7 separate regions of the Mus musculus genome follow, and all the other regions are linked to region 5. The links are chromatin contacts, called in public HiChIP or PLAC-seq and promoter capture Hi-C maps. All regions are on one chromosome and are shown on one strand. The core of a region is the stretch at or near the end of the contact, and the rest is flanking DNA. Distances in the headings are between cores, read along the strand shown. Region 1 holds the start of Cacfd1 (calcium channel flower domain containing 1). Region 2 holds the start of Med22 (mediator complex subunit 22). Region 3 holds the start of Slc27a4 (solute carrier family 27 (fatty acid transporter), member 4). Region 4 holds the start of Brd3 (bromodomain containing 3). Region 5 holds the start of Tsc1 (TSC complex subunit 1). Region 6 holds the start of Stkld1 (serine/threonine kinase-like domain containing 1). Region 7 holds the start of Snhg7os (a long non-coding RNA gene).

What was found. Promoter capture Hi-C pulls out the DNA fragments that hold promoters and counts their contacts. HiChIP or PLAC-seq counts read pairs in DNA pulled down with a chosen protein or histone mark.
Region 1: a promoter capture Hi-C map of liver shows a contact between it and region 5, with 3 times the contacts expected there. The contact joins the promoter of Cacfd1 here to the promoter of Tsc1 in region 5. A contact is called at or near these places in 3 of 39 promoter capture datasets (hippocampal neurons, liver and pre-B cells), 1 of 484 Hi-C or Micro-C datasets (B cells) and 1 of 115 datasets of contacts at active chromatin or transcription factors (stem cell-derived neural progenitor cells).
Region 2: a promoter capture Hi-C map of liver shows a contact between it and region 5, with 5 times the contacts expected there. The contact joins the promoter of Med22 here to the promoter of Tsc1 in region 5. A contact is called at or near these places in 6 of 39 promoter capture datasets (erythroid cells, hematopoietic stem and progenitor cells, hippocampal neurons and 2 more), 2 of 115 datasets of contacts at active chromatin or transcription factors (pancreatic cancer cells and thymic regulatory T cells) and 1 of 9 other capture datasets (liver).
Region 3: a contact with region 5 is called in a FOXA1 HiChIP or PLAC-seq map of pancreatic cancer cells. The contact joins the promoter of Slc27a4 here to the promoter of Tsc1 in region 5. A contact is called at or near these places in 4 of 39 promoter capture datasets (embryonic stem cells, hippocampal neurons, liver and 1 more) and 2 of 115 datasets of contacts at active chromatin or transcription factors (astrocytes and pancreatic cancer cells).
Region 4: a contact with region 5 is called in a promoter capture Hi-C map of the HPC-7 cell line, with 2.8 times the contacts expected there. The contact joins the promoter of Brd3 here to the promoter of Tsc1 in region 5. A contact is called at or near these places in 2 of 39 promoter capture datasets (the HPC-7 cell line and pre-B cells) and 1 of 115 datasets of contacts at active chromatin or transcription factors (astrocytes).
Region 6: a contact with region 5 is called in a promoter capture Hi-C map of pre-B cells, with 2.9 times the contacts expected there. The contact joins the promoter of Stkld1 here to the promoter of Tsc1 in region 5. A contact is called at or near these places in 3 of 39 promoter capture datasets (erythroid cells, liver and pre-B cells) and 2 of 115 datasets of contacts at active chromatin or transcription factors (embryonic stem cells and pancreatic cancer cells).
Region 7: a contact with region 5 is called in a promoter capture Hi-C map of pre-B cells, with 2.4 times the contacts expected there. The contact joins the promoter of Snhg7os here to the promoter of Tsc1 in region 5. A contact is called at or near these places in 2 of 39 promoter capture datasets (liver and pre-B cells) and 1 of 9 other capture datasets (liver).

What each region holds. Positions count from the first base shown.
Region 1 is chr2:27,007,740-27,011,913 of GRCm38.p6, forward strand. It overlaps Cacfd1 (calcium channel flower domain containing 1), which reads left to right and starts at 2,187. Exons shown (of 6, transcript NM_029862.4): 1 at 2,187-2,366. The coding sequence starts at 2,249. Adamts13 (a disintegrin-like and metallopeptidase (reprolysin type) with thrombospondin type 1 motif, 13) reads left to right here. Exons shown (of 29, transcript NM_001001322.2): 28 at 794-978; 29 at 1,517-1,886. The coding sequence ends at 1,708.
Region 2 is chr2:26,909,156-26,912,923 of GRCm38.p6, forward strand. Med22 (mediator complex subunit 22) reads right to left here and starts at 1,487. Exons shown (of 4, transcript NM_001033908.1): 1 at 1,138-1,487. The coding sequence starts at 1,260. Rpl7a (ribosomal protein L7A) reads left to right here and starts at 1,652. Exons shown (of 8, transcript NM_013721.3): 1 at 1,652-1,675; 2 at 1,851-1,971; 3 at 2,267-2,416; 4 at 2,864-3,004; 5 at 3,211-3,290; 6 at 3,516-3,646. The coding sequence starts at 1,673. It overlaps Gm23969 (a small nucleolar RNA gene), which reads left to right and starts at 2,106; the gene lies at 2,106-2,179. LOC115489587 (a small nucleolar RNA gene) reads left to right here and starts at 3,063; the gene lies at 3,063-3,136. It also overlaps LOC115489586 and LOC115489588.
Region 3 is chr2:29,799,629-29,803,905 of GRCm38.p6, forward strand. Slc27a4 (solute carrier family 27 (fatty acid transporter), member 4) reads left to right here and starts at 3,006. Exons shown (of 13, transcript NM_011989.5): 1 at 3,006-3,332.
Region 4 is chr2:27,472,927-27,477,023 of GRCm38.p6, forward strand. Brd3 (bromodomain containing 3) reads right to left here and starts at 2,747. Exons shown (of 12, transcript NM_001113573.1): 1 at 2,651-2,747.
Region 5 is chr2:28,639,002-28,643,013 of GRCm38.p6, forward strand. Tsc1 (TSC complex subunit 1) reads left to right here and starts at 2,232. Exons shown (of 23, transcript NM_022887.4): 1 at 2,232-2,289.
Region 6 is chr2:26,931,881-26,936,041 of GRCm38.p6, forward strand. Stkld1 (serine/threonine kinase-like domain containing 1) reads left to right here and starts at 2,176. Exons shown (of 19, transcript NM_001379463.1): 1 at 2,176-2,232; 2 at 3,434-3,520. The coding sequence starts at 2,218. Surf4 (surfeit gene 4) reads right to left here and starts at 1,631. Exons shown (of 6, transcript NM_011512.3): 1 at 1,395-1,631. The coding sequence starts at 1,442. It overlaps Gm36591 (a long non-coding RNA gene), which reads right to left and starts at 1,388. Exons shown (of 2, transcript XR_374179.1): 1 at 1-1,388.
Region 7 is chr2:26,639,804-26,643,689 of GRCm38.p6, forward strand. Snhg7os (a long non-coding RNA gene) reads left to right here and starts at 2,318. Exons shown (of 4, transcript XR_003953776.1): 1 at 2,318-3,579. Snhg7 (small nucleolar RNA host gene 7) reads right to left here and starts at 441. Exons shown (of 4, transcript NR_024068.2): 1 at 255-441.

The DNA.
Region 1 (4,174 bases), core at 937-3,436, 1.6 Mb before region 5:
CTTCATGTTATCACCCTTTCCCCTGCCACCTCCAGCCATGAGCTGTGTTGGCAGCAAGGTCCCATCCGGGAGCCCACTGGCTTCCTCCTCCTTCCTTCTCACTTCTCACATGCAGACGATCTGCCTCGAAAGAGAGGCTTAGGTGCAGCGGGGTTCCCACTGATGACGTCACTGGACAGCACAGTCAAACTCAACTTCTTAGCCAGTTCAGCGTTTTAAGTACTGTGTAGCCCAGTTTATTGACTTCTCTTTTAAGGTGCCCAGCCCAAAGCATGCCACTGTTGCCTTCTCCCCACAGAGGGCACCAACACCTCTCAGTCCCTTTAAATATTAGGAATTACGATGTACATGTGTGGGCATGCACATGGCACGATGTGGGTGTGGCGGACAGAGGGCAACTCCACCACGGAGCCAATTTTCTTCTTTTATCTTTACACGGGTTCTTGGGATTGAACTCAGGCAATCAGGCTTGTGTGGCAAGAACCAAAAGCTTTTCCGCCCTCGTCGAAGTTAGGGTGTGTGTTTGTGGGGACGGGGCTGAGGGTCAGTGATAGAGGTTCTTTCCTGCCATGGGGATCCTAGGAATCAGACTTAAGTTGTCTGCCTTGTACAAAACACTTCTGCTGAGCCACCACTGCCTGCCCCTTTCAGATCACTGCCTGAAGCTAGTCTATTAGAAGTGGACAGAGTAAAGGCCCACCAGAGGGACGGGAGAGGCAGTCAGGGAACCCCCTGGTGTCAGTAGTCTCCCTGAGGTGGCCCTCACCCAGCCTATCATTGTTCTTGCCTGCAGAATGTGACAGGCAGCTCTTTGGACCTCGGGGTGAAATTGTGAGTCCCTCACTGAGCCCAGACGGGAGGAAGGCAGGGACCTGCAGGGTCTTCATCAGTGTGGCTCCACAGGCCCGCATTGCCATCCGCGCCCTGGCCAGTGATATGGGCACTGCTTCTGAGGGGACCAATGCCAACTATGTCTCGGTGAGGCCACGAGGATGGGGACAAAAAGGGGGTAATCTTTTGATACGATTCTGGAGAGCTGTCTCTAGGAAGGAGGGAGGGAGTGTTGGCATTAGGGAACACTTTTAGCTTATTTTTCATCCAAAACTTCAAAATTATTGGAAAGAATGGGAAGGAGGGTTTCTGCCACTCACTCACTCACCAGGGAATGCTTGTGGCTCTACCCACAAGAAGGAAGAGAGAAGGCCTTCCCTGGGAGTCCATTGCCTGTTGACCCAGCGTGGAAGCATCGTGTTTGTGTCTGGTGTTTTGTTTGTTTTCAGAAGAGCATAGGTAGGGTTGCGATTCAGTATGCTCTACAAGGCACCAGAGCACCTCAGACTTAGTCTTGAGCAGGATCCTAGCTCTTGTACCTGGTTGTGTGTTCTGGGGAGTTTCTTGGGTAGAACCGAGTGTCCCTCATGTGGGCTCCTTTAAGAAACAAAAATGACTCTGAGTAGCCAGGAGTTTATAAATAATGATCACTCATGGCCTGTTCTGGCTACTTGCTTCTCCACAGATCAGGGACATCCACAGTCTGAGGACCACAACATTTTGGGGGCAGCAGGTGCTCTACTGGGAGTCCGAAGGCAGCGAGGCTGAACTGGAGTTTAGCCCTGGCTTCCTGGAGGCACATGCCAGTCTCCAGGGCGAGTATTGGACCATCTCACCTAGGACATCGGAACAGGACGACAGCCTGGCTCTGTCCTAGGTTTCTCTCCAACAGCCGGGGAGTATGCAACTTTAGCCTCTTTAGAAGTTCTAATGCCTGCTAGCCTTAGGGAACCTCTTTTAGTGACCTTTTCCAGGTGCAGAAGGGCTGGGACTGGGAGGTGGAGATCAGAAAAACAGTCCCAGCCCCCAGTGGTTAATAAAGGATACAGGATACCAGACTGGAGTTTTCCTCCCATAACCTGCCGCCCATTACAAGCCTAGCTCGAAAGCTCATTCTACTGCAAGGCGGAGTTCCTTGGAGGTCTGAACAAGGCCTTTGCCACTTCTGGATGACGTCTTCCAATCTTGCAAAGAGGAAAGGCCAGACCGGATCCAGCGCACCTGCTGGGTGGCAAAGGGCGTCTGACAGTCTGTAAACACGCCCCTTATGCTATACTCCATTTCCTCCCGCCCTCCCCCCGCCCCCCGGCTATGGCCTGCGGGCCCGCCCCTATGCTAATCACCACCTCTCCCACAAGGCCGCGCGCGGGTGGACACGTCTCTTTGTGCGCGCCTGGGGCTGCGCGCAGCGTTTAGCATGAGCGGCTCGGGCGCCGCCGGAGCGGCCGCGGGCCCAGCCCCGCCGGCACAGGAAGAGGGCATGACTTGGTGGTACCGCTGGCTGTGCCGCCTGGCGGGAGTGCTAGGAGCGGTGTGTGAGTATCGGGTCCAGGGAGCGGGCGTCCCCGGGGTTGCCATGGCTCCCGGCCTCAGGCCTGCAGTCCACCGCCGGAACTCGATGGCTTACTGCCCAGTTGTTGCGGCCCTGATCAGAGGAAATGAGACTCACAGAGGACGCGCGTCTGCCCCTTCCCGGCCCTGCCTCGGCCTGGTGATGCTTACCTGGGCTGGGGTGGGACTGCCAAGTTCCCAGCCTTTGGACAAAACTTGTTCATAAATGGGGGGCAGCTCTCCACAGGCTGGGAAGTTTGCTTGGGGGTCAGATGGTGCCAGGAGAAGAGTGGCCCCTCAGGGTGGCTGGGCAGTGATCGGAGTTCTCCTCGGGTTCCTACTGTCCACACTCTCCTAATGCTTCTCGTCGGCCTAGTATCCTCCACACCAGCAAGCTTTCTCTGCTCTTGTAAAGAGGAAGGCAGGTCCGCCTCTTCAGTGCAGCTATGTTGCTGGCCTTCCAAACAGTGTGTTTGCTAAATCCTGGGTGTCCCTTTCATTGTGAATTCCTAGAAGTCCAGGTGAGTGCTGGGAAGGCCCGAGGATCCATTGCCTACCTGGTACCAGAGCAGGAACTGTGTGGGTAGGGGAAGACTCATCCGTTTTCCTGTCTGGAGGAATACCTTGGAGCCCCATCTGTCCAGACGATCTTGCTAGTCAGATGGATAGGGTAGAGTTAGGTATGTGCTGCCCTGGTAAGGCAGCTCTGGAAGAAGTCTGCTGAGGTTGATCAAATCCTCTTCAGTGCAGTTAGCTAGTTCAAGGTGGTATTAAGGGGTGAGGGACAAGGAAGGGCCTGACCATGACCTGTAGGCGGCTATCCTCCCTCCGTCATGGTGATTCAGTCAGTGACCAGGTGATTTCTAGATTAGATTGACTTTGGAAATCCCACCCAGTCCCATACTTCCTGTGGGTACCTGTGCTACTCCCGAAGGCCTCCCTAATCCTCCTGCCGAGCCAAGCTATCAGTGAAACCTTACTGGAGACCTGTGGCCGTAGCTTAAATTGTTCCCTGAACCTGATCATTGGGATCAGGGGGGTGGACATCAAGGTTTTGAATACTGGCATATCATAGGAGGGAAGGATATCGTGTATTTGCTTTAAAAACTCAATAGGGGTTTGGCAGGAGCTATGGCTTAGCCGGTCACTTTGACATAGGGCTATCCTCTCTTGGAATGGAGGATATTCTAAGGGGCTTATTATTTATTGGAGGGATTTATTCTGGTCCCAAAGACCTCTGTAGACAGAGGAAGAAAGGATTATAGGGACATCTCCTTTATATGGAAGACATGAGCATTATTAGCACCCCAAGTGAGTGGATGTATTTGAGTCCTTGGTTGTCAAAGGACTCCTGTTCGTCTGAGTTGCGACCTGGTCCTCCCAAAGGTGGCTCTGTAGGACAGCATGGTGGAGTAGCTCTGTAGATGGAATGCTGAGGACAGGAGTGCAGGCCTTTCAGGTGAGACCAGGCCTAGCTCCACACAGGCAGGGGGCCGACAGTCTTTCACTTCTGTGGCCCTGGAAGCTTTGCTGCGTGAATGAGTGCTGCGTTGAGTTCTTTATTAGAGGAGACTTTGTGACATAGAAGCTGTGCCACTCATTTGGTCCATTCTCCTGCATCAGTTCCCATTTGGATAATGTAACACAGGAAAGTGGAAAATGGTGGAATTCCAGGCCCAGTGGAGGGATCCGGTGACCCAGGCCTGCTGCAAGTTTAATAAGTTGGTGCTAATTGCAGCCTCAGAGGGCCAACACTCTGCCCTCCCTTAGCTTGTGTCCTGCCAGAATGGGC
Region 2 (3,768 bases), core at 237-2,736, 1.7 Mb before region 5:
ACCCGCCTTCATGTCTTTACCATAGCCTGTCAGGCCTTCCCGCAGATCCAGAGCCTACTTCCTGTCTAGACAACTGGCAATGTCTCCAACCCCTTCTTGTTCTCTGGGTGACGATAGGTTACTTCATGTCAAAAGGACACTGCCCAGTCTTTGTGACAGTTTATAAGAAATAAAGGGCTAGAGAGATGGTACATTCAGTTCGATTCCCAGCAACCACAAGGTGGGTCACAACCAGCTGCCATAGGATCTGATGCCCTCCCTCTTCTGTCTGATGTTCTCTTCTGTCTTGCAGGTATAGATGCAAATAGAGTCCTCATATACATTAAATAAATCAATCTTTTAAAAAGACATTGACTTATTTAATGTATATGAGTTCACTGTTGCTGTCTTCAGACACACCAGAAGAGGGCATCAGATCTCATTACAGATGGTTGTGAGCCACCATGTGGTTGTTGGGAATTGAGCTCAGGACCTCTAGAAGGGCAGTCAGTACTCTTAACTGAGCCATTTCTCCAGTCCTTAAATAAATAAATCTTAAAAAGAAAGAAAAGATGTTCAATAAAGGATTAAAAAGACAAACTTTCTGATCTCTGAGTTTAAGCTTACAGGTGGACCAGCTGGAGCCTAACACAGACCTCAGTGGGCTTGAGGCTTCTCAGAAATTATTTAAATAGAACAGCATTTCTCAACCTGTGGATTGCCTTTCACAGGGGCTGCCTAAGACCATCGGAAAACACTGGCATTTACGACTCAAAGGGTAACAACAGTTCTGTAGTTGCAACAAAAATAATTTTATGGCTGGAGGTCACCACAACATGAGGGTTGTGGTGTTTAAGGGTTAAACTCACCAGTCATCACAAGAATCTATGGCAAGGGTAAACCTCAGCCCAGGTGGCTAGTGCTCAGTAACTAACGTAGAGCCCTGGCAAACGGGCCAGAGTTCTCCTCTCTGCTCTGTGCTTGTCACTATTTGGCTCTTCTATTTATCTGCTGTCCCATTACTTTTAACGCCTCTTCACTCCTACCCGCACCGGTCAGGTGAGTCACATTCCCTCTGCTTTCCTCACCCCTGTACCCAGGCCCCAGGGAAAACCAGTCCCAGCCTTCTCCAATGGCTTCGGAACAGCTACCACACACCTTGGCGGTCTTGATGATCTCGGTGAAGTTGTCCATGATGGACTTGATGTCGTCTTTGAGCCGCTTGTTGTATGACTGCAGCAGCGTCTCCTTGCTCTGGGGAAGGGCTCTCTGCTGGGCCATGGCGGGCCCTGGACGAGAACCAGTCTGGTCCGGCCCGAACCGAGTACTGAGGGCTGGGGACCGGGATTTCCGATACAACAGCTCCGTCCACGAACACACGCCCGGCAGCAGGCCCTTACGGCGAGGGAACAAAGCACCCGCACGCTCCTTCCCGCGGCTTCCGTTCACTCCTGGCGCCTCCCGCCGCCTCTCGGAGCCTGCGGTCCGGTGCCAGGGCCCGCCCGCCTGGACGAACGCGCAGCCGCGGCCCGACACGCCCCCGCTCAGGCTCCGCCCCTCTGTCAGAGTCCGAAGTGGGTCCTTGTCGCTTTAAATCCGAAATCCCGCGAGGGCGCCTGCTCTCGCGATATCTGCGGCCACTTACTTATCCCCCACAATTCCCTCTTCTTTCTTTCTCCAGCAGCCGAGCAAGATGGTGAGTGTCTCTGGGCCCCCGCGCTATCCGCCTCCATCCGCCGCCCGTCGCCCGTCAGCGGCGTTCTCCGCCGTCCCTGTCTCCTCGGGGTCCCTCGCGGAAAGGGAGCCACAGCGACCGACTCACAGGCAATGACTCCGCTGCCCGATGGCACGGGTTTCTCTCTTCCGTACAGCCCAAAGGGAAGAAGGCCAAGGGGAAGAAGGTGGCCCCGGCCCCCGCCGTCGTCAAGAAGCAGGAGGCCAAGAAGGTGGTCAACCCTCTGTTCGAGAAGAGGCCCAAGAACTTCGGCATTGGTAAGGAGTGGCGTCGGCGTGTCACAAGGGCAAGGCGCCTTGACGGGCAATGGACTGAATGAGAGCCGGGCACCGTCCCGAGCAGCCGCCACTGCGCATGCTCGGCTGGTGTGAGAAGGGGAATGGTGGTCGTGTGCAGATGATGTGACAGAATATTTGCTATCAGATGAGTGGTGATGACACTAGAACCACCAAGATCGCTGATGCACCGACGCCCTCCTGCCCTGGGTACTGCCTCGGCTGCAGGCCGGCCCGAGGAGAGGCCTCGGTCACAGTGTCCCTCTTAACTTCCCAGGACAGGACATCCAGCCCAAAAGAGATTTAACGCGCTTCGTCAAATGGCCCCGCTACATCAGACTGCAGCGGCAAAGAGCTATCCTCTACAAGCGGCTCAAAGTCCCTCCTGCCATTAACCAGTTCACCCAGGCCCTGGACAGGCAGACAGGTGAGGTTCCGGGCCCCAGAGCCAGAAACTGGCCCCGAGTTTGCCCTTACTGCAGTGCATGGCCACACTAATACAGCTATGAAGAGAGAGGTGGAAGGGGGTCCCCAGTCCCTCCACCTGGAATGGGCGGGATTTGGTGAGGAAGCAGTTGAGGAAGGATCCCCGTGTTGACCTCCTGCCGTCTCATCAGTGTACCACAATAGGGTGGTTTTGTTGGGGGATCAGGGTCTCTAGTTGTGGAGCTCAGCATTGCTGCCTGTTTCATGAGTGCTGGTATTAATGGCATGAGCCACAGCCATTCAGGGCTAGGAGGTCAGACACAACTTTTCAATGCCAGGTTAAGTGACAGGTTAGAATTGGGCCTGGGCGTGAGATTGCTGGCCAAGTAATAGCCCCAGCGCCTTTAAAGGGATTCAGGCTTAGAGTCCAATTGAATGTGTTTTCCAGCTACTCAGCTGCTTAAGCTTGCCCACAAGTACAGGCCAGAGACAAAGCAAGAGAAGAAGCAAAGGCTACTGGCCCGTGCTGAGAAGAAAGCTGCTGGCAAAGGCGACGTCCCAACTAAGAGACCACCTGTCCTCCGAGCAGGTCAGTGCTTCCCTGCCCGTCCCCCCCACCCCCCAAAGGGAGGATGGTAAGGCAGGCTGTGCAGTGATGTGTGAATTTCTTCACCTGAAAATATTGTGAAGAGTAAATCGAGCTTTTTAACCCTGAGTCGCAGCTTAGTGGAGCTGCATTTTTGTGACTGCAGCAGCCGGAGCACACAGGCAAAGTGGTTGTGTTGTATGTTCCAGGAGTCAATACAGTCACCACCTTGGTGGAGAACAAGAAGGCTCAGCTGGTGGTGATTGCCCATGACGTAGACCCCATTGAGGTAGGTGTGAGGTTCTGTGTGGCTTCTGGAAGGTTGGGATCTCTTGCTGGGTTTGAAGAGCTGGGGAAAAGATTGGTGTGGCTCTTGCAATGATGTCAATCTTTGACTGAAGTGACCTTGAAGTGCAATTACTGAGCTTTTTAACCCTGAGCAATTGCCACAAAGTATCTGTGCAGCTAGCTGTTGCTTCTGCCAAAACAACCTACAGCTCATGTTTGCTTCTAGCTGGTGGTTTTCCTACCTGCTCTGTGTCGAAAGATGGGGGTGCCCTACTGCATCATCAAGGGAAAGGCCAGGCTGGGGCACCTGGTCCACAGGAAGACATGCACCACCGTTGCCTTCACACAGGTTAACTCGTGAGTATTTATGCGCCCACACCTTACCCTCACAGCTTTGGACCATTTGCCAGTGATGCTTAGGAATTTCTTCACCTGAATCAACTATGTGGTCACACTGTTGTCTGAGGCAAAAAGGCAGG
Region 3 (4,277 bases), core at 1,756-4,255, 1.2 Mb after region 5:
TCTGGGAGGGATTTCTATTTAACAGGTGCGGATAGACTCTGGGCTCTGGGAAAGTGAGTTCTCAAAGCCTAGCCACTGAGGTCAGGGACTCCTTCCTAGCTGCGGCTGACCAGCAGGGAAAGACCACAGCCCAAGGAGAGCATTAGGCAGATGAAGGGCCAGAATGTGAGGAGGAACAGCCTAGTCCAGTCTTTACCCACCCTCTCCTCTCCGTGTCCCAGCAGCTTGAAGGCAGGGTGTCTTGCTTGTCTGTGTTTGGTTTCTAGACCTCAGGCCCAGTCCAGCATTCTGTGGGACGCTGAGCCCCAGCGTTCTGTGGGATGCTGCCTTCATTTGACCACTGTGACAAGTTTATTAAGAGAACAGCAGTCACTTCTCCCAAACACACTTGCTCTCCTGCAGTGACCTCAACCATCTAGGGCGAGTGTTCACACTCACCGGTCACCATACTCTCCCTCTCTTTCTCTTTCATTCAACAAGCAGTTGCTTTACTACTCTCTAATCCCAGTGCACGCGCATGTCTGTGCTCACAAGATCTTTCTACCCAGAGTTTTTATCTGATACAAAGTCTTGTCATGTCATATGACCTAGACTGGCCTGCTCCTTCTTTCCTTATTTGAATATTTTTTTTCTATTTATATATGTATGCATGTTTTGCAGAGGCTAAAAGAGGGCTTCAGATTCCCTGGAGTTTGGGTTACAGGGGATTGCGGGCTACTGGATGAGGGTGCTAGGAAGGAAACTTAGGGAAGCAACAGATGTTCCCTACTGCTGAGTCCACTCTTCAGGTTGTCTTTGAAACAAGGTTTCGCTGTAACCGTGGCTCACCTGGAACTCATCATATAGAACATACTGATGTCCAACTCACAGAGACCTGCTTGCCTCTGGCTCTTGTGTGTGGAGACTAAAAGTATGTGTGTGCCAAGGGGGCACATGCATGAGTGGGCAGGGAAGGTGTGCGTCACATTGCCCTGCTTGGCTTTTTCGATCGATTGATTGGGTGTTTTGGTTCTGGGATCAAACAAGGGCCTTGGGCAAGCTAGGTAGGGCTCTTCTACTAAGCTGTGTGTCTATCCCTATTCTGACACACTGTGAACTCAGAATAACATCAAACAAAGGGAGCCATAATGTCTCCTAGAGCTTGATTTATGTGCTCTCTATAGCCAGCCTATAAACTATAATAATAAACATGTCAGCACTATTTCAAATGTGTCCATGAATTTGCACACCAGTGCTGTGAGGTGAGTCCTCCGTGAATCATAGCCACGAGATATTGCTTGTTTACTTGTTTGTGACAAAATTCTCCCTGTATAGCCTTGGCCAGGCATAAACTCACAGAGATCCTTTGCCTCTCAAGTGCTGAAATTAAAGTTATGTACCACTGGGCAGTGGTGGCACATGCCTTTAATCCCAGCACTTGGGGGGCAGAAGCAGGCAGATTTCTGAGTTCGAGGCCAGCCTGGTCTACAGAGTGAGTTCCAGGACAGCCAGGGCTACACAGAGAAACCCTGTCTCAAAAAACCAAATAAATAAATAATAAAGTTATGTACCACCATGCTTACCTGACCCCCAAACCCACTTTTGTGGGGTGTTGTTTTGTTAGTTTGTTTTTGAGACAGGGTCTCACTATGTAGCCCTGGCTGTCCTGGAACTCACTATGTAGACCAGGCTGGCCTCGAACTCAGAGATTCATTTGCCTTTGCCTCCCGAGTGCTGGGGTTAAAGGTGTGTGCCACCACCACCGCTGTGCTTGATCCCCTAAAGCCCACCTTTAATCCATAAGAAGGCACAGATTTGGAACTCTCTGCTGAGAACATGATTCTCTTGTTGGTCTGTGATGCACATGTCTATGAACATGGGGCACCTGCTATTATAGCCCTAGAGACATCCTTTAGCTTACTATCCAGCCTCTCCAATGGATGCAATCCTGAGCAGGTCCAGACCATCTTCATACCAAAATGTCATCTGTAATCCCTATAAACAGACCTTGAAGGTTGCCCCTTCCCCCCTTAAGAACTTGACTAGGTTGAGTCATTGAAGGGGCTATTTAAGAACAGAGGCAGTAATAGGCACGTTGCATAGTCACCCCAGAACTTTTCAGAGGCTCTCAATCCAACGGCTGTGAGTCTAGACCCTTGCCCACAGCCTGACAAAGCTCACAGTTTACAAAGGAACCAGTGTTCGGGAGTGTTATCAGTCAGGGTTAAAGTTAGTTACACAGGCTTTAAATCCTGACCTTTGAGGAGATCCCCTGAAGCTACTCCTCCTGGCTCTTCAGTTCTTTTTGAACCTTGCAAAGGTACTGAAAACTGTAAAAGTCCTGAGGGAACAATCATACTCAGCTGTGGTGAATGACCATTCCAGAATGGTCTAGAAGCCCAATGCCCTGTGTATTCTGCCAGAATCCAGCTTTTTTTTTTTTTCAGCAAGTGGTATTGAACATTTGCTAAATTCTATTTCAAGACAAATGTAGTAGTTAATGTCTGTAATGCCAGCGCTCTGGGCTGAAGTAGATTAACTACAGCAAGATCCAGGGCAAAGTTACTACCCTGTTTCAAAAAACAAACAGGACTGACAAGGTGGATCAGGAAAAGGTGCCTGTTCCCAAGACTGAGGGCCAAGCCTAGTAACCTTAGTATGATCCCTGGAGCCCATGGTGTAAGAACAGAACCAACTCCCACGAGTTGTCCTCTGACCACACAGGGTCTTTGGCATATGTATCTACACATACACAAATAAGCAAACAAATGTAAATAATAATAATAAGTTAAACAAATTCTACTTGGGCCTTAGCTTCTGGCTATGTATTCTCAAATGGTCTGTGGGCGGGTTTATGCTACCTGGATCCCCTGGTCCAGGAAATGGCAGAGAGGAACGACCCAAGGAGCACTGCCTGACCAGGGCAACTTCAGCAGCCTGAACAAGCTAGACTACTAGGACTACAACTCCCAGCATGCCGTGCGGCTCAGCCTACCACTCCCAGCGGGCCGGGCGGCTGCGGAGGCAGTGGTGCGCGCAGGGCTGGAGGGGCTGGGCGGTGTCGGGCGCGCTGGGGCTGGGTTGCGCTGAGGTGCACGGACTCAGAAGCTCGCCCTCTGCGGGGACGGCACAGAAGGCGGTGCTGCCGGCTGGCACAGCCGGTGCGGGTGCGGGAGGCGGGTGGGGGTGGAGCGGGGCAGAGGTACAGACCCTACAAGGACGAGGAGTGGGCCAGACGCACCGAGGCTCGGCTGTGTGTGCCCCGGGGCGGCCGATGCCCCCAGCGCACCGCACTCCGCTGCCGCAACCGGGCCGCATCCTGACGGGGCGCCGCGCCGCGCAGCCGCAGCCGGGTGAGCTAAGGCGGGGACGGCGGCTTTCTGAGCGGGGAAAATGTGCCAGGCCGAGCAGGGGGAGACGGCGGTGCCGGCTCGGACTGAGGGGCGCGCCCTCCTTCTCCCAACCCCGAGAACGCTCTGATGTCCTGGCTATCTAGAGGCAATCGGTCCGTGGCGCCCCTCCTGTCCTGTCTCCTCTCTCAGCGGTCTTGGACCGGCTCCTAGCTTGCTTTTTGACTGCCTCTGTCAGAGAGCTAAGGATCTTAGCGATCCTGCGGTAGTCCTCCCACCCATTGCTTTATGCTTTTCTCCAGAAGGCAGTCTCATAAGGGATTCCCTGTGTTCCAGGCCGTGGTCCTCCGCCTAGCTTGGAGATATTCAGGCTACTTCATATCTTTGACCTTCCTCTCTTCCCAAGAAAAGCAATCCATTAGCAGTCCTCTTGACTAAATCCATAAAGAAGAGGGAATAGAGCGTGGGCCTTAATCTCTGCCCTGGGCTTCAACACAGCCTTTCCCCTTCTCAGCCCTAGTCCTCAAAGATCCATCTGAATGTGTGGGTACTTCCAAATCCTTTTCCTGTCCAACAATCACCTCTTTCCACCCTACCCCTGGGCTGTCACCTCTCAGGCCCCTCCTGCCTCTAAGCCATTTGCTGGCTCGCCCTCTATGGACCGGTAGAGGCACAACGCTACCTTGAGTCTGTGGGCCAGAGACTGTGCAGGGCTCCCTTCCCAGGAAGCTGCCCTTTTTGGTGTTGTCATTTCCAGAACCTCCTGGAGTCCCTAGGAGAGACACTTCTATCAGCACCTGTCTCCCGGCCATCTGGTTAGGTTGCTTGAATATCGGTGAATGGACTGTCCTGTTTGGGTTAGAAAGGTTCTAAGAACAAGTCTTACTAGCCCAATGCATAGAGCAAGGTGCTATGGCCTGAAGTAGGAAAGGGGCTAGCACAAGGTCA
Region 4 (4,097 bases), core at 1,497-3,996, 1.2 Mb before region 5:
TAGTAGCCCCTCCTTCTCCAGTCCTCATCTTGTTAGGATATGATAGCCTCTGTGGGGCTCTGGGCCTTATGGGGGCAAGGAGGCCCTTCCCCAAAATGTATCTCCAGGTCAAGGTCATCAGGCCATATGGAGACGCAGAGACCAGAGCCAACAGTACTGAACTGCCAGAACCAGAGCCTGAGCCACGTACACAGCATGGACCCAGATCTACTTCAACCCAGAGGCCTACAAAGAGACTACCAACTTGTGAGCACCCACAATGGGGCACTTTCCCCTGCAATAGAACCCACCAACACTAAGACAGCTGGGTGTCCCATAGCGCAGCAGTAACCACAAATAGACGAGAGGGTACCACATGTCAAAATGTACTGCAAACAGCAGCCCCCAGGTGCAGGGGATAGCTTTGTAAGGACGCCACAAGCTTCAAGGCTGTCCCCTGGGAAGGAGTACTGCTTTCTTAACTTCCTATTACCTTCTGAATTGTGGAGGTCTCCACTGGATCCTGTTTTCCCACTCATAGTTCCCCGCGGCTCTTCCTTCTAAGGTGAGATCTGGATAACCAGCACTTATCTGAACAGTGGGTAACACTTGTGACCTTGGGCCACCCTCCCCTGGGAAGGCTGTGACACAGTAAACCAGGAAGTGGACAAGGTAACCCTGAGAGCCCCTGGGGGCACAGCTCCAGGCTTACAGAAGCCGGAGTAGAGGCAAGCCAGGCAGGGCCTTTCCTTTCAGCACTCCCCCCCATTTTCACCATCTAAGGGAGGGAGGACACTTTTACAAGCTCCATCCCTCATTCAAAGCTCATTTCCAAAACAGGATACTGCACTGTGGAAAGAAAGCAGTTACTCTTTGTGAAAGTAAACCTGGCATCTCCTAAAAGTAAAATAAATAAAGTAAATAGATATATAGGTAGGGAAATGAACGAACTGGCACACCCCCTGGTCATCCACCCTACAAAAGCTTTTTAATGCCTTTCTCCTGAATTCCCCGGATGTGGGGCTAGGTCTGGATCGCCACAGATTCCTGGTGTCTTGCTAAAGCAGTGGACCCGGAGTTTATAAGCAAGGTCAGGAAGAAATTACCCCCACCTCCTGAACTGTCAAGCTTGTACCTCACCTCTCATGATCTACAGCCAACAGTGCACATCAAGGCCTCCAACAGAACAAACAGCAAACAGGCCTCTATTTGCGAATGAGAGGCCACACTCAGGGCCACTCAAAAAAGGTCACTGGGGCTTGGGGCTTGATCCTTGGAGTCCTTCCTTTCCTGGACCCTGGAAAGCCTGTGAGAAACTCACTTCAAGCAGCACAGCAGAGATCTCAGATCTCTTCAGGGGCACCCCCACCCCCAGTAATGCACACCACTAAGAAAGTGCAAAACAAAAGGGGGGGGGGATGGACGACACAACAACCAGCTTGTCCTCATGGGTTAAGGGGGACAGGACCTGAGCCCTTCAATTCCTTCACTCATTTCTCTTCCTGCACCCAGTCCCATGTTAGCCACTGAAGAACACAAGAATGACCTCAGAGACACAAACTTATACAGTTAAGAAGTTTAAGGTAGAGAAACAACAGCTGTGCACTTATTTCTGGCAGAAAGCTCTTAATCAAAATTGCAAAGGGCAGAGCCTTAAAATTGAGCCCTAAAGTATGAACTCACAAAAGGTATGCCCCGGCTCCCAGTGAGCCCCCTTCCCGCTCCTTACCGCCCCCCCCCCGCCGCCCCAGGGCAAGAAGACTGTTTATGGCTTCCTCGTTAGCCCTGCCCCCGTCGCAGCAACTGGTGGAGAGAACTTCCCCAAGCCGCCAGGATTTTTCACCGGGAATCCTCAAGAACCTTACATACGAGAGGCTTTGGGGTGCGCATTCCTCACCCAACTAGCTTGCGTGTTATACACGAAGTAAGAAAAAGACGTGCACCCCACCCCTTCCACCTCAATCCGAATCGACCTCGCCCGGATTAAGTACTCGTTTAGGCTGATTTCAAAACATGAACTGGGTTTCCTCCTGGCCTGGCTGCAATAATCCAGTAACTCGTAAGCGCGCAAAGTCGTCTCCCGGGCCATAACTCTGCAAATGCAGCCGCCGCCCCCCAAGCCACGCCGCGGCTGCCCCACTTGCAAGGCTCCAGCGGTGTCCAGGCCCAGCCTGGCCTGCCCTGCGACGATCCGCCCTAAGTGGCGCCGGAGCGACCCTGGGCACACCGCGCGCACCTTCCCGCGCCGCGCATCCTCCAGGCAGTCCCCTTCGGAAGATGGCGGGCAGAGGAAAAGGGGAAAGGAAAAAAAAATCCCTTCCGTGAGGGAGGGCTGGCGCAGAGAGCGCGGGCTGTGCCAAGTCCAGGCTGGGCGCTCCGACCAAGGCGACGCCTCCCAGTCCGGCCCGAGGCGACCGGCAAGCCGCGGGCGCACAGCGCAAGGCGGAGGGCAGCGGAGCCCGCGCAGTCGCTGCGACCCCGGGCAGGCGGCCGCCCCGCTTTGTTGCATCGCGGCCGCGCACAAAGGCGGCGGCCCCGGGCTCCGGGCTTCGAGACGCGCGGGAGGCCTGCACCATGCGTTCCGGGCCGTGTTCTCTCAGCCAAGTCCGCCGCCGCCACCGCCACCGCCGCCGCCGCCCAGAGTGTACAAGGAAACGAGAAAAAGGCGTACTTGGCCTAGGCGGCTCCAGCGCCGTCTGCTCCCGGCCCGCGCGGCCGGCTCCTCTTTGGCTCGCCGGCCCCGGCAGCATAATAGACGCGCCGGAGCTGTACAGGGCTCATGCGCTACGCCGCGGCGCCTGGCGGGAGTCGTAGTCCGCGCCCGGGCTCGCGCCAGGGCCGCCCAGGGGAGGCCGAGGCGCACGGACTACATGTCCCGGCCCCGCCGGCGCCACGCCGTGCCCCGCCCCGCGCGCCCCCGGCCGCCCGCCCGGCCGCCCTGGCCGCCAGCGGGCCCGGCCTAGGGGCGCGTGGGGGCGGGGCTGGGAGGTTGCCCGCCAGGACCCGAGGCGACGCTGGAACCTTGGCCCGCCCGCGCGCCTTCACTTTAGCGTTCTCAGCCACACGCAGGGAATAAGAACTGGTGGGCGGATTTCCAGAAGCCTAGGAAAACGTGGGAAAGGCGGGAACGCAGTTAGCACCCTGGGGTCACTACCCGGGTACCCCGAGGCCTCCCTCAAACCCCGAATGCTCACAAGCAGGGAGGCGCGCACCGGCCCCAGCCCATGTTTGTAAACAAACCGCGCGCCTAATTAGCCTGGCGAGGGCGCGCGCAGGGCGGTCCTTGCCAGGGAGGAGTCGCGATCAATCCCGCCCCAAAATCCTGGGGCGGGTTGAAGACCTGGGGACTCCGTAAGAGACCTGGCTGGTGGTGCCGGAAAAAGGCGGATTCTCCAAAGCTAGACACCAGTAAGGGATGCTTCAGGCTGTGCCAGCCAACTTTCCCTCTCTGGAGTCTCAGTGTGTCCCCATGTGCCTATGGAAAGACAGGAATGAGATTAAGTCCCGCCCTTTTTCTGCGTTTTGAAAGGGTTAGGACGGGGTCACACTTCAGATCTTGGTTTTGGTGAAAATTACAATGGTGCCTACGTTAGTCAGTTTTTATCCAGTTGTAATTTAAGGTGGGTGTGTGATAGACCCCAACAAAAACGTTACAAACAAAACAAGTTTTTCCATCAGTGCCCGCTGAACCTGCCTGCCAATGCAGGGTTCCAATTCTGCTGTGAGCTGGACCTATTCCAAGATCCTGGTGTCACTGAGTTTATTTCTGGCTGAGCGGGCACTTTGCTGCATGCAAGAAATGCACAGGTGGTTATGGTATTAAATACCAGACACACACACACACACACACACACACACACACGTACACACACACATACACACACATACACAACGAATATGTTCTGTACCTGAAAATGAAAAAGGCTCAAGAAGGCAAAGTGACATCCTTGGTCTCAGAGGTCCCAAGCTCCAAGCCCAGGGTCCTTGGAAGAGATTTGAGGACAAGCTGGAGCCTCTCCAGGCTCTTCTTGTCTCCTCTTTGGTCTACAGCATGGGTGCTTCTCACACCCTGGGGCGAGGTGGCCACTGCAAGGAAGCCCTGCTGTTTAGTCGCAGAC
Region 5 (4,012 bases), core at 982-3,481:
AACAGAGGTTGAGGGCTCCGCCCACTGTGGGTGGGGTCTTGTATGGGAAGGTGGTCCTGCTTTGTATGAAGGAGCAAGCCAGGAAGCGTTGTTTCTCCACGGCCCTGTCTGGAGTTCCTGCCAGGACTTCTCTTCATGATGGACTACAAGCCGTGAGAAGAAATAAACGTTTCCCTCCCTACGTTGTTTTTGGTCATGGTCTTCATCACAGTAACAGAAAGCAAACTAGGACAGTAGCGCACTTCTGTAATCCAAGCAGTGGGAAGGGCTGAGCCAAGAGATTCTCTAGTTCAAAACTAGCCTGGGCTGCAGAGACTCAGACCCTGTCGCAGAAGTAAATAGAATTTCCACAGTGCTACTGAGTCTTGTGGTACTTTAAAGTACTTTGAGTTTTATTTATATTAAGGTGCCTGCCCCGCCTCTGCCTCCTCTCAATTATTATTATTATTATTATTTTTTTTAATGAGTTTAACTTTCTCTTTAAATAAGACAATTGGGGAAGGGGGCCAAGCTTGAAAAACAGTAACACTTATTTTGGCAAGATAGCAACCAAAATCTAAAGTACAAGCTATTATATCCAAATTAAAAGGCATTAAAGAATAAACCATAATATTGGGGAGAGGGTACACAAACACAAGATACAGTATGTCTAAACATCTTGAAATTATAATTTTAGGGTAAAAGTTGAAAAATTACGCTGTTTTAGCTAGAGATTAAGTGCACCTTTTTTCCTGTTTTTCCCAAATAGAATCAGAGTTTACGATTTAATCACACCTCAAAGCTTTTCTCTCAATACAAAGCAACCACTAAATACACACAAAATACTTATTTGTTAATAATTTCCCTGGCTTATCCAACGTGCAATGCACACGACTTGAAAGACTACAATTTGGGGGTGAGTGTACACAAACTCAATTATCTTAAGGACAAGGAGAGCCTCCTGGATGTATGCTTAGGAGAGAAGTCCTAGTTCCCAAGAAGGCCAGGCGAGGGCGCCATCTCCTCGAACTGGAGTTATAGGTAGTTGGGAGCTGCTGCCATTTGGGTTCTGGGAACCTAACCCTGGTCCTCTGTAAGAGCAACAAATGCTCTTAACGGCAAGGCCATTTCTCTAGCTTCCGCTTATCATCTTTCACTGGGTCTTATTATATAAGTTTAAGTATAATAAAACCCCAAACTCCAACCCAAACCAAAAAACAACAAAATACAGCAACAACAAACCAAAACAAAAAATACACAATGCCAGGTGGTGGTGGTGGTTGTGGCGGCGGCTGCTGGGGCAGCTGCGGCGGTGAACACCTTTAAAGCTAGCACCTTTAAAGCTAGGCAGAGGCAGAAGACTCTCTTGACTTCCAGGCCAGCCTGGGCTACAGAGCAAGTTCCAGGATGGGCAAAGCATAAAGAGAAACTTTGTCTTGGAAAACCTTAATAAATACATAATTAATTAAAAAAATAATACAAATAAGGAAAATAACAGCAAATGAAAACTATATACATTCTGATATCCCTCTAAAAAGCTTTGCACCACAGCCGGCAAGGTTTGAAAAGACTTGACACCTTGTCATGGCATGCAAGTAAATCAAGGTATTCTGACTTTACAACATAAACTGCATCCTCTGACTAAGGCTGGCCTCTACATGTCACTCCACAGACTCTTCTGCAAAGGAAAAAGTGGTGGTGGGGGAAAGCCCCATCCTTTTTGCTGCAATTGACAGGCTGTCCATCCAAGGGGATCCCAGAGGCTCATTTGGAAATAGGAACGCCTACAGGGAGACCCCAAAGGTGGCAGGTGTGCCAAAGACAGAGGGACCTGGCTCGAAAGGGCCAGCGCTCTCCACTGAGCCTAGCCCTGCCAGCTTGTTTTTGACTGTGCTTGTTCCGAGCGCGCGCCTCCTGTCACCATCACGTGGCCGCCCCTCCCCACCCCACCCCTCGGCCGGTCTCGTGGCTCCGCCCTCTGCGCCGGGACTTCTTTCGGCCTCCTTCAGAGTCACAAGATCTCTCAGTGGGCTCCCACCTTCACGATCCTTCCGCCGTCCCCGCCTCCACATTAAAATCTCTTTCGGTTTTATTTATCTCGGCCAGCTTGTATCGTCATAAGTGGTATATCCTGTCCTGTCTGGAGAGGCTGAGACTCTGGCCATCTGGCATTAGGCTCGGAGCGTAGTAGAGACCCGAATAGGGACTCTTTTTCATAGCGGAGGCCCCCGCCGCTCGAGACGCTTCACGCCAGGGGGAGGTGCTGCGCGTCCAAGATGGCGGCGCCCTGTAGGCTGGAGGGACTGTGAGGTAAACAGCTGAGGGGGAGGAGACGGTGGGTGAGTACGGGGGGTGTTTCCCCTTCTTTTCCTTGTGGGCTTTTCGGGGCAGCTCTGGCAGCGTGACCTCACGCTGTGGGGCGCTGCGGAGCGCGTTAGCCGAGTCGGGGGTCCGGGGAAGGGGGTTCGGGGAGCTTCTTCCTCGCCCTCATCGCGCGCTGGCTCCGGCAGGGCTCGGCTTGGGCTGCTGGGGCCCCGGGGAGCTGAGGCGGGCCTGCTCCGTCCGATGGCATGGCTGGCTGCAGCTCCGGGCCCGAGGTGGCCCCGCTAACCCGCCCCCCTCGCTTGCTGCGGTGACAGGCTCCCGCGGGGGTGCGCCGCGCAGGTCAGAGACCCCGGGCCCGGCACGGGGACCCGGGGGTGGGGTCGCGGCTCGAGCCTCTACTGCAGCCGCCGGGGCTGGGGGTGGAGAATGAATGAAGGCCGCCTGTGGGCACTGGAGGCTGCCCGGCGCCCGCCGTCTCGGGGAGAGTGTGCACGGCCGAGTGCTTGGCTCTGGGTGTACTTGTGGGTGTTTAATTGATGCTGGAAGACAGTTACCTCCAAGTCGGCAGAGGTGCTCGTTAGCGACAGCTACCTGCCCAGCCACTGCTGAACGCTCATTCATTCATTTGAGGACCTGGAGGACCCACTGCCTGCGGTCCCAGACACCTTTTTTAGAACCCAAGCACTTTCTTTGTGTTGTGGGTTAGAAGAGTTTGGCTTCTCGCGTGTTGGATTTGGAATGAGAGAGACGTGGGGATGGCGTGGAGTGTGGTCGGCCAGTAATCGCAACTATCGTTTTTTTTTGTTTTTTTTTTTGTTTTTTTTTTGTTTTTTGTTTTTTGGAGAGGGGGAATAGGGGGTGCCTGTGTGACCGAGCACTATTGAAAGTGCTTGGTAGCCATCCTGTCTTTGGTTCTGGACAAAGGAGAAGCAGTCTGCAGCCTTTCTAAATGAAGAAACTGAGGCCTGGAGAGAGTGGAATAATTTGCCCAAGGTCACACCCCCCTATTCTGAGACAGCACTGGAATTGAAGTCCGACTGGTTCCATTTGTCTGTTATTTGATTAAAGGTGGCCTATTATTAAGTGAGTGTAGTTAATCATTTGGCCAAGGTAGGGATATGTGTGTGTGTGTGTGTGTGTGTGTGTGTGTGTGTGGTGAGAGATTTTGAACAGGGTGCATTTGGTTTGTATGTCTTAAGCTTTTGTTTCTTACAGCACGGTGTATTTGGTAATCCAAATTTGGTTACAAAGTATTTTGTATTTTTCCATAAAACCGGTGGTATTCACTGAAAAAAAAAAGGCTGAAATCCTTACTTAAGAAAACGAATATGGAATTAGCACTTCACTTTACGTATTGTAAGCTGTAAAAGTACTAAAATAGACTAATGCTCTTCTGAGATATTTTGATTTATAACTTTAGGATCAAGTTGGAGTCATCTGCATTCAAACAGGCTGGGGAAGCGCAGTGGTAAATTCTAGGAAGCTTCACAGAGCCTAATCTTCTGGGAGCCTTTGATTTACTGAGCAACCCACCTGTGATTTTTAACTTGAGCGTCGCTGAATAAACCTGGGATATGCAAATAGGAAAACTGATTTAGAGTTTTGTAAGGAAATGCCCCTTTAACAGTCATACATCAGGCAAACGAGGCTGTTCAGACTTTTGTAACCACCTGGTGTAAATGTAAGGGGTATTTATAGAGGATGTGAA
Region 6 (4,161 bases), core at 926-3,425, 1.7 Mb before region 5:
GGGAATTTTGGTTTTAAGCAGCAGGCCATCTACAGTACGGGCATCTTTCCACTGATGTGTAGCTGAAATCTAACTCCAGACCTGAGATGCCCTGGACACCAAGCAGTAGGAGACCCAGGGTTTCCTCCTGGGTGGTGGACACTGGCAAGTCCAGGAGCCCAAGCCAGTTACTTAGTGGGAGTGGCTACTGTATTCCCCACAAAAGCCTGTCCAGTCCCAAGATTTGGCTTCTTTCATTTAAATCAAAACAAAGTACATGGAGGACTTCATAAAAGATGAACTCTTTCTCCAGTTGAAATCTATCATTAGATAGTTGGCAGCTTCTTGGAGATAATTCATCTGATCTGGGTTGTGAAATCCACTTGCAAAATGGTGGGTTTTCCAGCTGAAGATCCTGAGGTGAGCCGCTCACAAACTTGGCTATGAAGCCATCTTCTTAGAGAGCTGCTACTCAGGAAGATAAAACTGGGTCACTGAGAATTATGTCAACGAAACCCATCACAAGAGGAAGACCTTGGTCCATACAATTTTAAAATTATGTATTTAATGCAAAATCGTGGCATTAGAAACTTTTCCAAAAGGGGTAGAAATGCCTTTAAAAAGATCAGCTCACAGGAAAATGGTTCAACAGAACTGAAGGTGAACATGGGGAGGTGACACCCCTCAAAAGGAGGGGTAGAGAAGCTCATTTGAAGATGGTCACACACACCCAACCTTCGAGTACTCTAGGCCAAAAAATGCCTCCTCGTATCACCGACAGCCACGAACACACTAAGTGAACCAAAACTGGCTGGCGGGTGGGCCCCGGCACCATTCAGCCTCCAGGGCTAGTTCAGGTTATATTATGACTTCGCAGATCTAACGGGACAATTTCAGAAGTCAAAGCCTCACACTCACACAACTCCCACCCCATCCGTCGAACTTAATTGTAAAAAGTGGTGCCACCTGCGCCTCTCTCCGGCTCTAACCCTGCCCAGCTAGTCGCTCGGGCCCAGACTCATCCCAGGCCTTCCCTGCGGTTCACAAGCCACCTGTACACTTGGGAAGGCGAGCCAAGGGGCAGGCTCCTCTCCTTCGGCAGCGTGGACCCAGATCGGGCAACCGGAGCAGAGTCCACGCAAAGAAGGAAGGGCCAGGACGGTCCTGGACAAGGGCGGAGGGGCCACGCAGCGGGGCGCACAGAGTACCCCCTTCCCCAGAGGTCCCCAAGGAGCCGCCGCGGTTCAGAGGGCAGAGGGCACAGAGCAGCACCGCGGGCCCCGGGAGCCTCCCTGGCCGCCACCCCCAACCCCCCGCCCAGCCTCCCCTCGGATTTCTCCGTAGAGCTAGGCAGGACGGCGAGGACGGGCGTCCGTGGGGCCGTGACGGCCAGCGGGCTGTGGGGCAGGCCGCACCTGGTCGGCGAAGTCCTCGGCCGTGCCCATCAGGTCGTTCTGTCCCATGGCGGCGGCGGAAGGCTCAGCTGGCAGGTCCTGGGCGCTCGCGCCTGCTGCGGCCTCCACAGGAAGTACCCGGCGGCCGGCCTCGCTGAGCCGCGGCTGCTCTAGCGGCTGCCACGTAGGCCAAGCCTTAAAGGGACCGCGCCTCCCGCCGCGCCCCGCCCCGCCTGCCGCGCGCCCTCACGCTCCAGGCCCCGCCCGCCACGCTCGAGGAGCCTGGCGCCGGCGCACCGCCCTTCACGAACAGGCCCCGCCTCCGCCGCGCGCCCTTCACAGGTAGACCCCGCCCCCACACCCCAGGCCCCGCCCCTCCAGCCCCTACGGACCACCCCTAGCCCTTCAGCCTCTAGAACCCGAAGCGCTGACCACTTTCCACCCTCACCAAGCAGCAGGTCCCGCCCACCGTGCTGGTAGACTTCCTGCCACCTGTGTCTCCCGCCCGTAGTACTTGCGGCCCCGCCTGCCGCGTCGTCAGTCTCTGCCCCGCCCTCCACCCTACCCAACACACCGGGGCCCTGCCCTTCGTCCGAAACACGGCTCCCTATTCTCTGTGGCTTCTTTAAGGGGCATAGTACGAGTATGCCATGTACGAGCCAAAGTGCTAAGCAGACACGCCCCGGGTTGAGGGTTATGGAAGGCAGGTGGAGGGGCTGAGGAGGTGGGGTGGGCACACGGAGCAGTCACTACCGAGCATGCTCAAACGAGGGTTCGACTACCGGCCTGGCTCGAGGGCTTTGCCCGGTAGTAGGACAGTGAGGCAGTGTCTCCACGAGATACCATGGAAAAATATCAGGTGCTGAGATGCCCCCACAACCAAGGTCCAGTGTCCTTGGGCAGCGGGACAGGTCCGAGGGCCACACAGCCAGGCCCAGCCTCCATCACAGGGTGACCCTATGATCCCCGCATGTTTCCTCCTCCGAGTTCTCCTCCTTTGAGTCCTCCCAGGGCCTCAGTTTCCCTCTAAAATGATGACCAACCCCCAAGTCTGACCACTGGTTGGAGAATGGTGCACGTGCCCTTCCCCTTCCCTCCATGTATGGGGTCTTTAAAGGCAGAACCTGAGTGGTTGTTTTTTTAATCGCTTTTTTCCTCACATGTCAGCCTCATTAATTGTTAGACTCGGCTTATAAAAGCTTCAGTTTCGCTCATTTTCTTTTCCTCTTTTCCAGTATTCTTTGAGAGAAGGCTTACATGCGTTAGCCAAGCAAATGCACTTCTGATGGCCAGAAATGTTTAGAGAAAAACAAAAAACAAACCACTGCTCACTACCTGGGCTGAGCTCCAACGGACACCCTGTATTCCCTGTATGCTAATTATCCTTCCCGTACTGCCTACATATCTTGTCCCCTACCCCACGCTGACAGTGGCCTCTGTACTCAGGCCTCAGCCACCTTCTACCTGACAGCACTGATCTTGTAGAGTTCTGGCTTACAGACCAGTTCTGAAGGTGTGGCTTCAAAGATGAGCTCTGGCTCAGACCCCAGTCCCACAGCCACAGGCAAGGACCTTGCTCCTAGGCCCCAGTATCTATCTCTCAAGTGAATTGTAGGCAGCACCAGTGCAGGTTACAGAGGATGGCTGGGAAGCACTTCCTTCAGTACTGTGCCCTAGACGAAGCTATGACTGCACCAGTTACACAAATCACAGGCCTTGTTTGGATGTTCATTTTGGCGAAGGGTACTAGATGGGGTATCACTAGGGTTAAGAGCCACTTCTGCCCCCAGCCCCACCCCCCAACTGTCTCTTACCTATAAGGCTGCCCCTGTAGGCTTGGGGAAGGCCATAGGCTATAAAATAAGAGTTCCAGAATGGGCTTCGAGGGAAATTGTATTGGCCCCACCCTGGAAGGCTTCTCAATCCATCACCTAAGGCCATTTCCTCTACAACAAAATTGAGAGAAGAAGCCATACTTGGGGGTGGAGTGTGGAACCATCACATGTAGGAAGTAGAGAATAATGTGACGTTCTCAAAGTCTCTCTCTTCCTTGAGGATAGCTATTGCAAATGCTGAATCCTGGAGCCTTAGGGGTGAACCTGGTGGTGGAAGAACTGGAAACTGAAACCAAGTTCTTGATAAAGCAGGTAAGGTGCAGAGCCCCTTGCTCCCAAGTTACAGAGGTCTCTCAGACTCCAGAAATCCCCAGACAAGCCCCGTTGAGGCAAGTTGTAGCCTGAGACTTCTGGAGTTCTCTCTTATTCCTCTCACTCTGGTGCTAACCACACACTAACCACAATGCTCACCCACATGCCTGCGGTCATCTCACTGAACCCATCAACCCTGCCAACCCAGAACAAAAACCCCAATCTCACAGCCAAAGATGGTGAGACTCAGGAGTCCCATCCTCACCCAGGTTGCAGTTTCCCAAAGGACTGGAATTTAATAAGGGGTACAAGTCTCTTCTTTCTTTCTTTCTTTCTTTCTTCCTTCCTTTCTTTCTTTCTTTCTTTCTTCCTTTCTTTCTTTCTTTCTTTTTTTTTTTTTTTTTTTTTTTTTTTTGGTTTTTCGAGAGACAGGGTTTCTCTGTATAGCCCTAGCTGTCCTGGAACTCACTCTGTAGACCAGGCTGGCCTCAAACTCAGAAATCCTCCTGCCTCTGCCTCCCTGTACCACCACTGCCCGGCAAGGTGTACAAGTCTTACCAAACAGGAAAGGGGCAGAGAGGGTCCCAGAGGCTGAGCACCAGGCACACAACTAGCACAGCTGGGGTGGGTGCAGGCCCACA
Region 7 (3,886 bases), core at 1,068-3,567, 2.0 Mb before region 5:
ACTCAGCGGCATTACACTAGACAGAGTACTGTCTCACATCTGAGTTATCTCAAGTTGGTATTCAGCATGCAGCAAATATAGACAGAGTCTTTCCCTGGTGCTCCTTAGCCCTACGAAAGGGAGACCGGTCTGGAGCCCCAACCAGGGGCTTCTGCGTTGTACTAGTCCAGACAGGAGCCTCGGCTTTCCTTCTCGGGACTTCTGGGGGCAGTCCACCCGGCCCTCGGGCACATCGTGAACGCCCTTCCCCTTACCACGCGGTTAGCCTGCTGCACATATTAGGGCGACTAAACTCTCAGAAGGAAAGCACGGTACATCTTCGTTACGATCGTCAGGAGACGCAGTCTTCCCGGTAGCCGGCCAAGGGTATATAGGGTCATCCGCGGCGTCCCAACGGTAACAATGGCGATACAAACATAGAGCCGCCATGGCTGCCGAGAGGCCGAGCATCTCCACGCCACGTCCTTTATAGTACTGACTACGGCAGCCCGCGAGGGACTTTCACTGTCCTCCGAGTGCCGCGCCCTCTAGTGGCTCCTTCGCTCCTCGCCGGCGCTTCTCATAGCCCAGTCGGTTAGAGGCTCATGGGACTCTGTACTGCTTGATCCTAGATCCTGCCTTTCCAAGCAGAACTCAGAGACTTATTTCGAGTGTTACCAAGCTCACAGGACTTTTCAAACGACCCATGAAGTCCTGCGCCTTCTTACGAAACTCCTCGTTTTTGGTGGGGGCAGCCTTGCTCTCCCTGTTCTTAGTGATACTAAAGCTTCCACGCAAAGAGGAAAGGCCAGCTCTGACGAACCAGAATTTAGGAGGCAAGGAGGTGACCAGTTGTTTCCTCTTTTACAAGGACGCTTTGGGGATGAGTCAGGAGGGAGCTCCAGGGAGTTCATGGATTCCAGATGTTTCTAACTAGCCCCGCCTGTGGGGTTGTCTGTGGATCTGAGGCACACAGCAGCTTTTAGAAGGTTGGCTGTCCTCTGCTTCAGGACAGTGCTGGAAGACAAATAATACACTCTGACTACTTGCTGTGTTGTGTCCCGCACAAGTACAGATTTGTCTTTTAAGTCCTGAAACTGATGAGGGCTCCCAGGTGATGGGGTGAATTGTGGGCCTGGGGACACACCATTGAGCACTCTTCTTTTACTGGTGGGCCAGCCCAGCCACACTTGTTAATAGTCCCAAGTTCTTGAACCCTTATATTGCCTGCCTGTCTGCCTTCCCACCTCCCTCTCTCCCTTCCTCCTTCCTGTTTTTTGATACGATGTCTCATATAGCCTAGGCTTCAAACTTGCTATGTAGTTGAAGATAAGTTGAACTTCTGATCCTCCTGCCCCTAACTTCTAACAACTAGATTTTGAGGGGTGAACTGTTATGCGTGGCCCAAAGCCTTGAAACTGGAGTTACAGATGGTTTTGAGTCGTCATGTGGATGCTAGAAATCAAACCTGGTTCACTAAGGAGCGGGCTCTTATCTTAGCCTCACGACTTGTTACCAGTCACTTTTTGTCTTAGTGATCTGTCTTAATTTCCTTTTCTGTAGCTGTGATAAAATACCAAGACAGAAGCAGGTTAAGCAGAAAGTGTTTGGGCTGCAGTTTGAGGTTGCAGTTTAGCATGACAGGGAAGTAACAGCAGTAGGCTTGAAGCAACTGGCCCACATGGCAGGTCAAGGATTAGAGAGTGATGAATGCTGGTCCTCAGATAACCCCTTCTATACTCCAGGATCCGAGCTAGGCCAGAGAATGGTGCCACACAGAAGGAGTTGGTCTTTCCATCTCAATTAACCTAATCAAGATAAGCCCTCCCGTACACCCAGAGGTTCACCTCATGGGTGATTTTAGATCTTATCAAATTGCAAATTGAGATGAACAGTCCCGATCCCTGACCAAAGCAACTTAAAGAAGGAAGAAATATTTGGCTTATAGTTCAAGGGAATACAGTACCGTCATGAGGCAGCAGGCATGGCAGTAGGGCTAGGAGGCAGCTGACCACACAGACCCTACAGTCAGGAAGCAGAGAGCGAGAACGAGTGCCAGAGGCAGTCATGAGGTTAATTGCACAAATTAGCTCCTCTATTCACATTGATCCAAACAAAACTGCAATCTCCTGGACAGAGGGGTGTGGACAATGATTTTGGTGTGGATAGTGGAAGGCAGGATTCTGCTTCCAGAGCAATTCTGCATGTCAGAAAGTTGGAGCAGCAGCAGAGGTAGCAGCTTCAGCAGAGGTAGCAGCTGCGGCAGTGGCAGCAGTGGCAGCAGCAGCAGCACTGGCACCGGCACTGGCAGAGGCAGCGGCAGTGGCAGCAGTGGCAGCAGTGGCGGCAGCAGCAGCAGCACAAGGAGCTGCTAGGCTAGAAGCACAGAGCTGAGCTGAGGCCATGCATCTTTTCACACTCACTGCAGGGCTGGGCCTGCTCTCTGTGGTTCGAGCCACGATGCCTCCTCTGACTCCTGCCAGTCCTGAGGAGGTGATGGCCCTGGGGAGGGAGGACTGAGGGTAGCAACTGGCTTCCAAGCTCAGACCTTGGACTGGGTGTGTCTCAGGCCTGCAGATGGAAGCCACAGGTGATGTTGAAAAAAATACCTCTCTTACGTGCTTGGTGGGATCTTCTCAGGTGGGAGTGGGGCTTGAGCAGGTGTTCCAGGCCATGGTCATGTCTTTCTTCTCACTGTGTGCACTTAGAGACTAAGAGGCTGCTGGGGGACAGGGGAGGCTTGCTAGATGGACGCTGTCCTGGCTCTAGCTGGACTCCCAAGAATAGCCTGCCTTCCTTCCTTCCTTCCTTCCTTCCTTCCTTCCTTCCTTCCTTCCTTCCTTCCTTCCTTTCTCTCAGTGTGTGTGTGTGTGTGTGTGTGTGTGTGTGTGTGCTTCAGAGACACTTCTTATATTCTTCCAATGAGTTGATTTCAGATTTCATCCTGGGTAAGGCCCCTGTGACTGTTGTGTATCTGGGAGACAGAGCCAACTTCCTAATGATTTCAGGAGAAACTGAGAAGTCTGTTCCTTGCCACACCTCAGCACTTTGACTGTAGACAGTGAAGCAGACCGTGGTCAGTCGGTACAGTCATGGTTCTCTCAGGTCACCTCCTCAGCCATGTCCATTCTGCCCTGTCCTCCGGCTCAGCTCCCTGAAGTGAAAGGTCAACCTGTCCTCCAGATCACCTTTCTCAGTTCCCTCTGGATGCCTGTGCAGGGTCTGTGGTCAGGGCTCTTCCCAGGAAGTGTTTCTCCTAGGACGCCTGTGCCCTGTCTGCTTGGTTCTACCTACTGCTGCTGTTGGTGAGAGACAGCCATGGTCAGGACTCCTCCTGACATCCCGGCATCCCGGACCCTTCCATCTTGCACTGAGACCTGACTGCATTCTCCTCCTGCCTCTCACCCACCGTCTTCCAGATTCCCTTCTCCCTGCAACTGTGTGCACTTGTGACCTCCAACTGCAGATCTTGGGAAAGGGGTACATAAGGTGCTGGGCAGGAGACTTGCCTATTCCTGAGTCGAGATGGAAAGACCCGCTGCCTCCCTTCACCTTTGAGAGAAACAGTCTTGATGAGTTGGAGTTCAGGATGAACCTGACGTGAGTGGTCTCTGCGGAGGTAATGTCTGCTGCTGCTGCCAAACAGTTCTAAGTGTGACTAAGCACAGACTGCCTCACCTCTAGTAGTCACTGAGGAATGCAGCATTTTCTGTGTTGCCTGGGCAACACACCAGGTGACCTCTTCATGAGGTCAGAGATCTAACTTGCTGTGGTCTATGCCCATGCTGAATAGGGTGAGAGGATCTCTTGCACAGGATTGCTTGCTTCAGGAGAGGCCAGCATGGGTCCCAGAAATAAGAATGGGGAAGAACTAGGTGCCCTGGGGAGAGCCATACTTGGACCCTGT